Linked DNA regions of Mus musculus: all the other regions are linked to region 2. The links are chromatin contacts, called in public Hi-C and HiChIP or PLAC-seq maps. All regions are on one chromosome and are shown on one strand. Each heading gives the region's core, a stretch centred on a gene start, on an enhancer-like site or on the middle of the called end of the contact. The rest is flanking DNA. Distances are from core to core; before and after follow the strand shown. Region 1 overlaps St7 (suppression of tumorigenicity 7). Region 2 overlaps St7 (suppression of tumorigenicity 7). Region 3 holds the start of St7 (suppression of tumorigenicity 7).

Region 1 (4,696 bases), core at 1,982-4,481, 82 kb before region 2:
CCGTGTCAAGCTTCAGGAGGCACTGGCTTGAGTTAAACTGTTGGCTAACTTTGGTGTTTACTTAGACATGATCCTAAACTCCATGATCTTACCTCACGGGGTTCCAGACTAAGGTGGGGCCTGGCCCTGTTAGCCAGCGTGTGGTGCTTCCAATCTGAGAGATCTGCTGCGATCCAGCCGATGGCTCTCCCATCCATATTATACATAGCCTGATGTGCAGTTTTAGACAACTCCACTTACTGCTTTACATGATTTACCCACATTTCAGGACACAGAAATAGATAAGCCATATATGAATGATGGCTCTATCATTTAATGCCTGTGTTCTTTAAATTATTTAATATTTGAGGGTCAGTTTCTTAGATAGTGGTTGATTTAATAATTAATTTACCGGGTACTGTGAGGATTAGTTGGGACATAACATATGTAATTGGGGCCCCCATTCATGACCTAGTGCTCAGTACAGACCTTGTTTACACTCTCACTCCAAGAGGGTCTTATGATGCCAAGTCAGGCGGTACCGTACTGTCCCAGTCACTGTAGATGCTTTACCATTACCTGACACCTGCCTGCCCCTGGAAACAGTAGCTACATGATTAAATTTGTTAACAAAATTGGGTCCTGAACAAGAGCTGTCAGCGATTTGGGTTTGGATCCTAAATCCTTTGCATCAACCACACCCACAGTCAGTAACTCTTCTTGCCACTAGATGGCGCTTGTCCATGAGTCTGTGAGGCTCTCCTACATGGAGGGAAACTTTTCATAGATCTTTGAGAATTATGTAATGTTGTTGATACTCATGCTTACCCTGACGAAGAGATGTTTTTATGGTTGAAGTGCTGTAGGGTAGGGTCAAACAGCTGAGAATTTAAAACTTCTGTGAGAGCATTCTGCGAGAGCATTCTGCTAGGCATTCTCTGTTCTAACTGCCCAGCCCCTACGTGTAAACGAGATGTTTAAAACAAACAGAAAACGAGAGGAGGAAATGAAATAACAGGGCTATGACATTCCTATCGCAGAGATGCGTTCGAAATTGGAATGAGGCTAGCTCCTGAGTTAGTTAGAACTATCAAAGTTAAAACCAACTGTGCAGAGTCTGAGAGCTACTTCTCCAGGGCAACTTCCTTTCGATTTTTCAGTACGATCAGGAAAATATAGCATAGAGTTCACACTGAGTCCTACTGCTAGTGGACAATCAGCATAGTGCACACTCAGGGAGCTCACATCACTGCAGGTTAGTGACCCCTTAAAAAATGTGAAGCCTTTTCTGTATTGTCTCCTGGTAACATTCCAGGGACAGTTACCAGGCCTGCCTGACTTGAAGATATACAGATAAGACCTGGATCCTTCCTTGCATAAAGGTAGGAATACTTAACTATATTTGGCTGAGGTGAGTTGATCTGCCAGACACAGTATATGGAAAAATGAGGAAAGAATTACCGAAGTCTGTGGCCTAGGACAATCTTAGATGGCCTGAAGTGGGAAGCGTGTGAGGTATTTCCTTCTCACTGTAATTTCCATGGAGAGATGACATAACCAGTTAGGGACTTAATAGTTTGGTAAGTAGATAATTTACAGTTTTTTGCCATTTACCAAGTAGAACTCAGAATAGATATGGACACATGTGATTAGAGTCTATGTTTATAAAACATGAGAAAAATTTAGAGTCTAATGAAAAGCCAAAGAATTATGCTAGACATGATGGAATCTAGAATGTCTCCAGGCATCGACATAGTAGGAAGCTGTGGACTGTTTTCCCAGAATCAAATAGTTCTTAGAATGAATACTTCCAGATACTTAGGTCTTTTCTGTTGTCATTGTCCTTATTTCTTAAATGGCTGTCCAAATACTGGTCCTTGGAGAAAGTGAACACCCACGCCCCAAGCCCTGCTGGCATCAGATAAGATAGGGAAGAGAAGTGGGAGGGTGGATGCTGTATTAAGTTGGAGATGCTCAGATCCTCAAACTGAAGGACCACCTAGTAGGTGGAAGTATGAGTTAGAGGTAGAGAGTAGATTTTAGACACAGTCGCAGTCAGCTCACTGGTATACTTAAAGTCCCCAAAGTAGATTACTTACTGAAGAAGTAGTTATACACAGGAAGTATTAAATTGCATTCTGAGCTTTCTAATCCAAAGTGATTGGGAAGATGTGAAGAGCCAGTCAAGAACAGGAAAGGGAAGGGAGGGGAAGGGGAAGAGGAAGGGGAAGAAGGGGAAGGGGAAGAAGGGGAAGAAGGGGAAGGGGAAGAAGGGGAAGAAGGGGAAGAAGGGGAAGGGGAAGAAGGGGAAGGGGAAGAAGGGGAAGAAGGGGAAGAAGGGGAAGGGGAAGGGAAGGGAGAAAAAGAAGGAGCAAGGTCCTTTTGGTGAGAATTACGCTCATTTTGAGCACTCAGATGGTCTGTCTGTCCACATTGCCAATCTCCAGCTTCCCTTGCTCCACTCCTTCAGTATCATCGCTTTCAGGTCCCTGCTTTCTCAACAGACCACTACCCAGTGTGCAGGGATTCCGAGTATGATCCTAGCCAGGTGTGGCAGTGCACAGCGTTAGTCCCGTCACTCAGGGGGGCAGGGCAGATCTATGTGAGTCTGAGGCTATCCTGGTCTATAGAGTGAGTTCCAGGACAGCCAGAACTATATGGGTATCCCCTGTCTCAAACAAACAAGCAAAACCAACAAAAAGAGTCTAATCCTATGCCTTCTTTTCTTGCAGACAAATGGAGAAAATGTATTATTTAACGAGGTGAGCTGGACAGAAGGCTCAGTGTATAAGAGTGCTTGTTGCACAATGTGAGGGTCAGAGTTCATATCCCCAGTGCCCACATGCATACCTCAGCTTGACTGTGCAATGCCTAACCCCAGAGTTAGTACATGGTGGATAGAGAAAGAATTACTAGGCCTTACCGACTGCCAGCCTAGGTGAAAACTGAGCTCCAAGGCTGGTGAGAGACTTGTCTTAAGGCCCCCACACATGTTTCTAAGGGGTCCTCAGTTACTCTCCACCTTATTCAGCAGGGCAACATTTCTCCAGTGAATCTAGAGCTTGCTGTCATGGGCTAACCTCACTAGCCAGCTTGTCTCCACTTTCTCAGTGCTGAAATTAGAAGGTAAGCTACCTGGCATTTCTGTGGGTGTTGGGGACCTGATGCTGCTTGTTAGCAGCGCTTTATCTGTTGACCATCTCTCCAGCCCCAGTGTGTGCTATATATAATACATCATGAACTTCCTGACTAGAGAAGCCACTGTCGATCTTTGGGGAAGTTACCCTGATTTTTATGGTGGAAATGATTAGATTTATCTAAGAGGCTGTCATTTTCTTTCAAACCTCGGACTTAGTGTTTTTAGGAGAAACCGTTGGTGATGTTTTTGTGGACTAGACTATGAAAACGAATTCTACAAGACATTAGAGGAAATACCTTGACTTGAAGCTTTCTGTTAGATACCACAACAGAAAAGGGGCAGAAGATGTATGGCTATGGATGAAAATTTAGTAATATTTTATGTTGAGAAATCGATCCTTGGAATAAATGTAATGGGTCCTCATTTAAGTAAACATAATGTTTCCCCATCGCAATAAATGACTGGAGATTTCATTACAGACAGTCATTTTCTCTTTCTTCATTTAGATTCACGTTTGAACTTAAGATGTTTCTTATGTATTTTTGAACAGGGTGCCATGTAAGAATATTGTATATTGTATAGTTGAGAGATGCTCTGATTTACCAAATCACTTTTCCTTTATCTTCCCTCCCCCTGTAGTCCCCTTGTTGTTCCTCTGGACAGTTTTGATTCTAGTAATGCATATATTAATCAGTAGAAATGCAGATTAAAACTAGATTGACATTCCATCTCACCTTGGTTGGATTGGAAATAATTAAGAAAATAATACTGAGGATGTGGACAAAGGAAACCTGCAGGTGGGAATGTAAAGTTGTCTAGCCACTACAGAATAGCAATATAAAAGTTAATCACAAAATTAAAAACAGACTCTCCGTATGGTCCAGCTGTTCCACTCCTGTGTGTTCACAAAAAGGACTCCCAAGTCAAGGATCTCAGAGATATGTTCTACCTTTTTATTTATTTTTAAAAAGTTTTTTTTTGTATTTTAATTGTGTGTGTGCATGTGTGTGTGTGTGTGTGTGTGTGTGTGTGTACAAGCAAATCAGAGAACTCTGATTTATAGGAGTTACAGCAGAACCATTGCCTTCAGTCTGGAGCTTCAGAAAGTCCAGAGATGGAAATATAGACTTACCTGATGTGTTTTCAAGAGTTGATATTATAAACCTCTTAGATATGTGGCACAACATCTTCTCGGCACATTTTTTCAGGCACAGTCCAATGAGAAATAAAAGAGAAGATGAAATGTCTCTGAGTTTGGAAGAATAGACATATCTGTGGTCCAAAAAGTTTAGGCACATTGCTAATGCTATTTTCATGATCATCTTGTATATCAGTTTATTTAAACAGCATTGTAAAAGAGTAAATTCATTTGCTGACTACTAAATAAGTTGTTCCAACTTTCTAATTTTCTGTTTTTAGTGTAGCTTTTGCCAAAAGCTTCTATTTAAAGCCAATTGTTAAAGAAAGTTTGGAGATAAAGTATGGACTGCAGACATGTCTCTCTCTCTTTTTAATTGCTACTGGAGTTTTTTTTTTAAGACTTAATATTTTTTATACGCATGTGTCTGTAGATGCATA
Region 2 (4,936 bases), core at 1,707-4,206:
GTTCTGGTTAGCTGGGGCTGAAGAATCAGCTGTGATTAACAAGATACCAGAACTACCAAAGCAAAAACTTTGCATTACTGGGACTATTGATGCTGGTTAGCTGGAGCTAAGAAATTAGCGGTGATTAAGAAGAGACCAGCATCATTGAGGTGACATCTTCTGGGAAGTGTTTTGTGAAAGCACAAAGATGCTGTGTTCCAGAGATGGCCAAGGTTGTACTCCTGCTGCAGCGGGACTTGGTAATATGTAAGGGTCACCCAGGTGGTACTGGTTTTGAAGGCATGAAGGGGTCACGCAAAGCAGCTGAGGCTCGGTACTGTGAGAGGCCATGGAAGGCCATTGGTGAAGGTGCAGCCTCAGTTGCAATTGAAGGCCCAGGACTGAAGGGGTCATGCAGTGTTTTGGAGATGCCAGTACCATGAGATGACCACCAAGAGCAGCAGCAGCAGTGGGGTAGAGGCATCTGGAGCCTAGAGGATGATGTGTGTGCTACATAGGGCATGGCTGGAAGTGACCCAAGCCCTTGGAGGAGCCCAGAAGATCGTGAGTTGGATCCCAGACATTGGACAGTTGGAGATTGACTTTTGCTTTTGATTGTGACTGTGCCCTGATATTTTCCCTCTTGAAGGAAGAAACTGTTTTAGTGGAGCCCACAGTTAAGAGACTTTTAATTATAAAAAGACTTTGGATTTTAAAAAGGATGGATATTTTAAAGAGATTGAAATTTTAAGAATATGGAAATGCTGTGGGACTTTTAAAGTTATTTAGATCTTGGGGATGAATAAGATTGTAAGGGTTGAGGCTTACTAGTGATGTTTTTGTGTGTCAAGTTGACAAGGGGTCAATTGTACTGGCTAGTTTTGTGTCAACTTGACACAGCTGGAGTTATCACAGAGAAAGGAGCTTCAGTTGAGGAAATGCCTCCATGAGATCCAACTGTAAGGCATTTTCTCAATTAGTGATCAAGGGGGAAAGGCCCCTTGTGGGTGGGACCATCTCTGGGCTGGTAGTCTTGGGTTTTATAAGAGAGCAGGCTGAGCAAGCCAGGTGAAGCAAGCCAGTAAAGAACATCCCTCCATGGCCTCTGCATCAGCTCCTGCTTTCTGACCTGCTTGAGTTCCAGTCCTGCATCCTTTGGTGATCAACAGCAGTATGGAAATGTAAGCCGAATAAACCCTTTCCTCCTCAACTTGCTTCTTGGTCATGATGTTTGTGCAGGAATAGAAACCCTGACTAAGACAGATACCAAGGGGCCTCTCTTCCCAGTGATGGCCGACTAGGCCATCTTCTACTACATATGTAGGTAGAGATCCTTAATCATCAGGGAAATGCAAATCAAAACAACCCTGAGATTCCACCTCACACCAGTCAGAATGGCTAAGATCAAAAATTTAGGAGACAGCAGATGCTGGTGAGGATGTGGAGAAAGAGGAATGCTCCTCCACTGCTGGTGGGATTGCAAGCTGGTACAACCACTCTGGAAGTCAGTCTGAAGGTTCCTCAGAAAATTGGACATAGTACTACTGGAAGATCCAGCAATACCTCTCCTGGGCATATACCCAGAAGAAGTTCCAACTGGTAATAAGAACACATGCTCCACTATGTTCATAGCAGCCTTATTTATAATAGCCAGAAGCTGGAAAGAACCCAGATGTCCCTCAACAGAGGAATGGATACAGAAAATGTGGTACAGTTTCTACATTTGTTAACTTGCATGCTTTTAATCACTGTACCTTGGGAAAGTAGCCTGTGCAGGCCAGCACAATCAGCGTTCCTTGTCACTTTTCTTCTTTTCTCTTTTGGTGAAGGAGGAGGAAGAAGAACATACTCTTTAAGATTTTCTGCATTAAAAAAGGGGAGTGAGAGGCCAGGTAGTGGTGGTGCACACCTTTAATCCTAGCACTTGGGAGGCAGAGGCAGGCAGATTTCTGAGTTCGAGGCCAGCTTGGTCTACAGAGTGAGTTCCAGGACAGTTCTTAAAAAACAGTCTTAAAAAAAAGGGGTGGGGGTGGGGGCGGGGTGGGGGCATAAGAACACTGGAGAAGTGGTGCAGTTGTTAAGAAATAGTGCTCCTCTAGAAGACCCAAGTTCAGTCAGGTCTTAACACTCATGGCTGTTTGACAACTACCTGTAACTCCACCCTCAGGATGTGATGATGTCTTTGGACTCCATGGGTACCTATAAGTGTGTGCGCGTACGCACACACACACAAACACACACATGCACACGCGTACACACACACACACACACACTCGCACAAATACACACACTCACAAAATTAAAAATAAATTTTAACATTTGGAAAACAATCTTGAAAAGTCAAACTTCCTCATTTTTAATGTTTTTAGCATTTTATTGTAGTTTATTTATCTATGGGGTACCATGTGATATTTCTGTAATGGTGAAATTGAGTTGTGCATAGCTATCTTCTGAAGCTTTTATTGTTTCTTGGGAATAAAACATCCACTGTTCTTTCTCCTAAGCTTTTTGGGGTTATTCAGTACCTTAACATTTTAGCGACAATGATGTGAAAGACCATGTCATCACATATTTCTACTGTAGATTTCAGGACCTATTCACCGACCTGTTCCCTTCCTTCCTCCTCCCTCCTCCTCCCATGCCCACCTTATGCGTTATCCTCATGTACTCTGAGGCCTACCTTCTTAGAGTCCTCGTGGATGACATCAGCTGTTGGGGAGAAGCTGCTCAGTTTGTTGTTGTCCCATTTGCTTTTCTTGTGCTGCCTTTGTTACTGAGGTCATGTCCAAAATAGATGACCCATTCCAAGGACCCAAAGAATAGCCCTAGTACATTTTCCTAGAGTTTCAATTCTCAGGCATTGTGGTAGGGCTTGAATATATTAATAATAAACTCAGAATCACCCAGAATCCACCGGTGTCATATTAAGTTAAGAAATCAAAGCACTTCCTGGTGGTATGAGTTAACCAAGAGCAAGCCCAGATTTGACTTCTCTACTTCCCTCTCCAAGGTCATTCCTGTTTGTCTGTTGTATGAGTCGGAGTCTGAGCCTGCCTGAAGGCTGCCTTGTGAATCTCTTTCTGTGTCTGATCCTGTGTTTCTGACCCTAACAAGAGACTTCACTTTTTCTTTCATTGAACAACACAGAAAGTATAACATGCAGAAGGAATGAGGGATACTTTATAGAAATCTTTTACGAAGTTTTAAAAGGAATTAATTTACTCCAGCTGATCCAGTTAACAAAGAGTGTTACAAACTTCACTGTGTTTCAAGCTATATCTGTATGTTTCATTCAACAATTATAGTGGATTTTATAAGACCACTTTTAGCTTATATTTGCTATTTTCAGCAAATGCTTATCATAACACATGCACACATTACTCTGGGTCAAGGGATATGGAAGACTATATAATTTAAGATTACAGCTATACATTAACTTGGGTTGTAAAAGTTGATTCCATGGGAAATTCAAGCAAAGTTAGGTTGGATATTACATTGTTCTTTTAAGTCAGGCTAAACAAAGAGGCTGAGGACACAGTACCCTGAAGATAAGTCTTCAGTGACTCCAAGTTTATTATTAACTCTGCTGTGAAGCCCAGTAAAAGTCCCAATCTCTTTGAATGTAAGAGACATTTTTATCATAGTGCATTGTCACCAGAATTGTTTAATCTTTCTCAATGAATATGTTTGTGCCCTTGGTAAAAGCCAGTTATCTCTATCTGAATATGTTTTCATATCCAAGCTGTATTGTTTTAACTATAGTAGCTTTGTAGCATATTTTCACTTTAGCTCATGTAATGTCATCTGCTTAGTTCTTTCTGTACAGGCAGCTTTGGTTGTTTAGGATTGTCATTATTTTTTCCTGTGGTTCTAGTCAATCTCCTACCATTTCAAAAGTTTTGGTTGGGGCTATTTTCATAGTGATGCCATGTTTTATATTCCATACCCCATGCAAATACCCATTCATAACATTAGACAGGCACCTTCTGAGTTTGTGCTGCAGAATTTCTTGCTATGAGGTTAACTGCCTCAGTCAACTTAATGATAGTGGCTTTGTTAACCTTGGGCTTTAGCCAATTGCTTACCCATTCCTCAAAGTCCTGCCTTATGTGCTAATGAAGAAGAAACAACGTGTTTCATTGTCACAGATGAATAGATCACATCCTAGTAAGGGGTAGCAATTGCTGAAATCCATTTGAGATAGGAAGAATAGAGATGAAAATGGAAAATGTCATTCCAGGCACTGGGGACATGTCTATCAGAGACTGCATTGAGCATCTGGTATATAGATACATTTTTTTTAATATAGTTTTTGATTGTTTTTGGTTTAAAGAAACTGTCTTATTGACATTTGGAAATATCAGTGCTACAGTTTGCATTGCCTCTCACCCATAGACATTATGTGAAGCCCGGTGCATTTGTGATACACTTGGACATACACTTCCAGTCATGAGCCCAGAGAGAGAAGGTTTGGTGCCCCGGGAATGAAATTTGAATGTCTGGTGCAAATGTAAAGCTAAATATAGTAATAGAATTGGAAATAGTGAAGCTGCAGGCTTATTCTGAAATGCCAGATATGGATAGCAGCTGAACTCCAGAGCCCTGGCTTGCCTGGTGGCTCCTTCACCCTGTGTTGGACACACAGTCAGCCAGAGGAATATGGCTGTAACAGCTCTGTAATATACATTACATTGAAAAATTGTCACGTTTGGGGCCTCACTAAGAATCTAGGTCTGGAAGAGGGGTTGCCCTGTTTCCATTGCAGACCCAGAACATTGTATTCTCCAATCTCTGGGCATGTGCTAGACTCTGATAGACAGAGAAGAGAGTAGCAGAACAGCCCAAGAGTGAACAAACACATCGTGTCCTGGACAACAGCTATAAGATGAACCATTTATCCCATACTATCCAAGTGCCTGTAGTGGGAAGGCTAGCCATGGGAAGTTCAGGCATGATC
Region 3 (4,411 bases), core at 1,685-4,184, 120 kb before region 2:
AATATTCTGCAATGACTACCATTGTATATGAGGTCCAATCATTTTCCCAAGCCTTGCTATACAGTGCATGCCTGTATATAAATCAGTCTAAGAAGAATTTAGGAATATGTTGTTTTAACACAATTCCCAAGGGTCTCTTAACTCATGTTATCTAATTCAGATATGACTATGCCCATAGTACAAACATTCAAAGAAGCTTACCATAAAGGAAAACCCATTAGATCTCAAAATTGAGCTTTGAGTTAAATCTGTTTGTTAGGAATGGGAATGTAAGGTTATTTGTAAATGGAAGATCTTGTTTCTCTCTTCATTCCTTTACATGACCTTGAGTGTTTATTGAACGCCATGTGACAAACAGTACTGTATGTGCTAGGAGGTGAGGGAAACTAAAATTAACCACAAGTTGCTTCACACTAACGGCCCTACTTTACTGGCAGAGAAAAGCGTGGCGTGTGCAGGTCATGCATAGCACTATTGGTATATATTTCATTCAGTCTATACCAGGTCCCTTTGGAATAGGAACAAAGGAATCCACAGTACAGATGAATAAACTGTGTAGCTCAAGGGCCATTAGCAACTTTCAAGAAGCATCCCACTAGTGATTGGCAAAATCATGAATAAAGCCCTATACCTAGTAGGCCTATGCTGTAATGGCCCACTACTAGCCTCCTGGTGCTGCATCTTTCAGAAAAGGATGAGTGGTGTGATGGTCTGATGGAATTGGTGTGTCAAAAGAGGTCGTACATCAATGGAATCTCTGAAAAATCTGCTAATAGGAACATGTTGCCTGGCTGGGAAGGGCAGCCAGAGAAATATATGACAGGTAGTATGGAGCAGGAGGACAAAAGTGCCCGGCAAAATACTATATGCCATCTACATATCATTTTTAGATAGATGATGATGAGGTGGTGGTAGTAAAATTGGTGGTAGGAACCCACAACATAGTTCCCTCTAGGTAACAATCAGGCTGTAACTAGAGGCCATTGCTGGGAGAAACACAGAGGTGATCTGAATCTTGATGTCTTAAGGCCCAGTATAGAATGGAGAAGAGAAAGGAGAGGAAGGAGGGGTTGGTTGACTGGGGAATTGGCTTATGAAGAATATAGTATGAGAAGTTCCATGAAAGTCTTGGAGAACCAGAGAGTAGGTAGCGCCGCTCAGGCTAATTTCAAAGAATGACCCATGGTAGGGAAGGGGAGCTTAGATTACAACCTACAGTTGGAGTCTGGAGGCCTGAAGGTGGCACTGGTCCAAGTCCTGGAGTCTAAAGCCTGGAGTTCTCATGGCCAATGTCAACAGAAGAAGAGGTCAAAATGCCTCTTCTGTGGTAGAAGGAGAGTACATTCTCTCTAGTTCTATGGTCTCCAGGTTCTTGAATGGTACTCACACACACTGAAGGTGAACATTCCCCATCAAATGTGCTCACACTCACTTCTCAGTCTCTTCTGGAAAGACCCTCGCAGGCAATCCCCAAACCACTCCTTAGTGCAATTGAGTTTGCCACCTGGAACTGTCACAAACAGGCCCCACATCTACAAATTAACTCAGCCTGTTTTACTATGGAAGAAACTACAAGTCCTTGTAGGAGCAGAAAGGTGTAACACCTCTCCACACCCACTGTAAGGGCCGCAGCCAACACTCCCATATATCAGGATGCAAAAGAAAAAGCATGATAAATGAAGCCTGAAAGAATTTGAGAAACCTCTTTTCGTTCAGGTAATAACGTGAAGGTGACAGGCTGAGGGGAAAGGTCTCGCAAAGCCGGCATGTCCACATTCTTGGCCTCTCCCTAACATTCTTTCTTCTGGAGGTTTTTGAGGTAGAGTGTCCTGGAATGAGGGGCTTCAAAGGAGGAGGGGGAAGGGAGAAAAGATCGAGCTTTCCATGTTTTATAGTTTAGTCTGAGGGAGATGCATTCTGATTTCTACAATGCACCTTGAAGTAGGGGAATTTTGGTTTCCGGGAACTGGCTTTGCTTTGGGGGACACACAAGGTATGAAAAAAGGACAGGAGCTCAGAGACACCTTGCTTCTGAGGCCTTTCCAATTCCCTTCCATTCAAGGCAGCCAGCACGCCAGCACAAGGTGTCCCATTTTGAGGTAATGCATTCTGAGCTTAATCATGAGCAATATAAAAATTATAATAAGGTAAGCTGTTCAGTGATGAATTTTAATGTCTTGGTTATAGTTGGGAAAGTCTGCGTTTGCTTCATTTAACATTGAATACATTAAAAGTCAAGAAACAGACTCGGAGCTAGCACCTAAAGCCTTGTGTAAAATATACTATTTTATTTAACCGTGGGAAAATGTTCATAATGTGGTTTTATTTTTATTCATTTTTCATTAGGTTCTGATGAAGTACGCCAAAGTTAAACTAGGGAATTGCTTATATGTTAAAAACAAAAACAAAACGAGTAAAGACTTGTTTGAATGGCGATCACTTGGAAAATAGGAAGAAAAAGAAATACGTATGTTGTCAGTTTCTCTGGAAAACCCTTCACCGTGCTGTTTGGGAAAAACAAAACAAATAGCAGAAGCTAGTACAAAGGGAACCAAAATTTCTCTTCAGGCCTAATGAGCAGGAGTGCATCTCTTCTAGCTCGTCTGGATTTCATTGATACCTTTAAGCCCCAGTCCTGGGAGACACAGCTTTAAGACTCCTGGAAACCTTGTTTACGTCCTGGAAATCTTGATTGCAACCGAATTCTGACTCCACTTTAAGGTAGACCTAGGAACGCTTTGGGCCTCAGTTTCCCTCCGTCTATCACCCCAGGACCTGGCAACTGTTGCAGGCTCCCCCCCCAGACATTACAAAGTGTGTGGAGCACGCCCGGCTCTCGGAAGCGCTCTACACCCGCGAGCTGTTACGTCAGTGGGTCCCTCGGCGGCGCCCGGGCTGTCCTCCTAAAATACTAGTACAAGAAGTATAAATGGCCCGGGAGAGTGCAGGGACCGGGCCCACGTGACCGCTCCACGAAGGCCACCGGCGGGGGCTCGGAGCGCAGGCCGCGCGCTTTCCCGCCGCATCCGGGCGCCGGGCGAGCTCCGGGGACGCCGGGCCCTGGCGGCGGCGGCGGCTCGAGCCGTGCCTCGGGCGGGTGAATCATCCCGGCCGACAGCGAGCGCCGCGGCGGCCCGTAGCAGCGCCGGAAGATGGCCGAGGCGGGCGCGGGCTTCCTGGAGCAGCTCAAGTCCTGCATCGTGTGGTCGTGGACCTATCTGTGGACCGTGTGGTTCTTCCTCGTGCTCTTCCTGGTCTACATCCTGAGGGTGCCCCTGAGGATCAACGACAACCTGAGCACAGGTCAGGCCCGGCCCGGCCCGGCCCGGCTCCGCTCGGCCGCCCCTCCCCCGCCCCGGGAAAGTTAGTGCAAAGTCGCGCGGCGGGGTCGCGGCCGGCGGGGACGCGCGCTCCGGGACGCGCCGCCTCAGGTGGCCGCCGCAGCCCCGCGGCCTTCGCGAGTCCCACCCCCACCCCCGCGCGCGGAGTGTCCCCTTCCGTCCCCGCGGGTCCCCGCCGAGCCCCGGGAGCTCGCGAGTCTCGCCGGCGCTCGAGCGTCCGAACCGCGCCGAGGAGGCATGTCCTGCTCCCGGCTGCGCCGCCAGGGCCCACGCATGGCTCGGGCCGAGGGCGCGCGCGAGTGGAGAGAGAGCCTTGTCCCGGAGGGTGTCGCTGTGGTGTGGACGGGGAGGGCATGTCCGTAGGTCCCTCTAGGAGCGTGGATGACGTGTCAGGTCACCCAACGGAATGTCGAGGGGACACGCGGACCGCGCGCGGGGAATCTGGAATGTCTGACGTCCCCAGCTGAAGTTGTCCTGTTCTCGGCTGAGCCCTCTCTAAAGCGCGCGGGGCTAAACAAGTGTGCATGTATGTGGTGACTGTGGTCCTGATAAACTTGCAGCAGGCCACCCCAGATGTTAAAAACCAAGGAGGGCAAACTTAGGCTAAGGACACCCCAGAGACAATTCAGAAACAAAATGCACGTTGAAGGAAGGCTTACAGCCCTTTGAGTCTGCAAATTTTATTGCACACTACGCTGGGAAGTCTTTACAGTTCTGACTTATTTACAGACATAGATACACATTCACATATATCTGTCTTCTGTTATTTTAATTTGCATTGTCTACAATACCAAGGTTGGAAATGAATTTCCCATGACCATAACTGGAAATGGAGGACCAGTGGGAAGTGGACCCTTTTAGATGCTTGCCACAATGTACTCATTTTGTTTAACATTATAAACCTCCTTTAATGTGAACCTGTTGCTGACTATGTTTGTTTCATAGTATCCTTTGGATGGTCTTTTTGGGAGGCAGACAGAATTCTGCACATAGAATCAGCTCATCCTAATGTAGAGGATGCTAAGCTGTTTGGCTCTGATTATTCCGAAGATCCCACCTTTTTTTTTTTT

What was found. A called contact is a pair of places that touch in the nucleus more often than the background predicts. HiChIP or PLAC-seq counts read pairs in DNA pulled down with a chosen protein or histone mark.
Region 1: a Hi-C map of bone marrow-derived macrophages shows a contact between it and region 2, with 38 read pairs. The contact joins two enhancer-like sites. A contact is called at or near these places in 1 of 39 promoter capture datasets (hematopoietic stem and progenitor cells), 4 of 15 datasets of contacts at CTCF or cohesin (CD8 T cells, large pre-B cells, pro-B cells and 1 more), 23 of 484 Hi-C or Micro-C datasets (B cells, CD8 T cells, bone marrow-derived macrophages and 14 more) and 2 of 115 datasets of contacts at active chromatin or transcription factors (embryonic stem cells and trophoblast stem cells).
Region 3: an H3K4me3 HiChIP or PLAC-seq map of bone marrow-derived macrophages shows a contact between it and region 2, with 3 times the contacts expected there. The contact joins the promoter of St7 here to the enhancer-like site in region 2. A contact is called at or near these places in 10 of 39 promoter capture datasets (the C10 cell line, the HPC-7 cell line, HPC-7-derived erythroid cells and 7 more), 3 of 484 Hi-C or Micro-C datasets (bone marrow-derived macrophages, embryonic stem cells and nephron progenitors), 11 of 115 datasets of contacts at active chromatin or transcription factors (the 230-238 cell line, bone marrow-derived macrophages, cardiomyocytes and 6 more) and 3 of 9 other capture datasets (adipose tissue, liver and macrophages).

Annotation. Positions count from the first base shown.
Region 1 is chr6:17,725,535-17,730,230 of GRCm38.p6, forward strand. The region is part of intron 1 of St7 (suppression of tumorigenicity 7); the gene reads left to right. Among named protein-coding and RNA genes, the nearest start is that of St7, 34 kb to the left of the region's middle. Within about 2 kb of position 3,232, at least 5 of the 459 cell types and tissues checked have an H3K27ac peak or open chromatin away from gene starts, as enhancers often do. A contact at or near this core is called in bone marrow-derived macrophages, where this site is marked.
Region 2 is chr6:17,808,290-17,813,225 of GRCm38.p6, forward strand. All of the region lies in intron 1 of St7 (suppression of tumorigenicity 7), which reads left to right. Among named protein-coding and RNA genes, the nearest start is that of Gm52894, 30 kb to the right of the region's middle. Within about 2 kb of position 2,957, at least 17 of the 459 cell types and tissues checked have an H3K27ac peak or open chromatin away from gene starts, as enhancers often do. A contact at or near this core is called in bone marrow-derived macrophages and trophoblast stem cells, where this site is marked.
Region 3 is chr6:17,691,060-17,695,470 of GRCm38.p6, forward strand. St7 (suppression of tumorigenicity 7) reads left to right here and starts at 2,935. Exons shown (of 16, transcript NM_001289624.1): 1 at 2,935-3,303. The coding sequence starts at 3,153.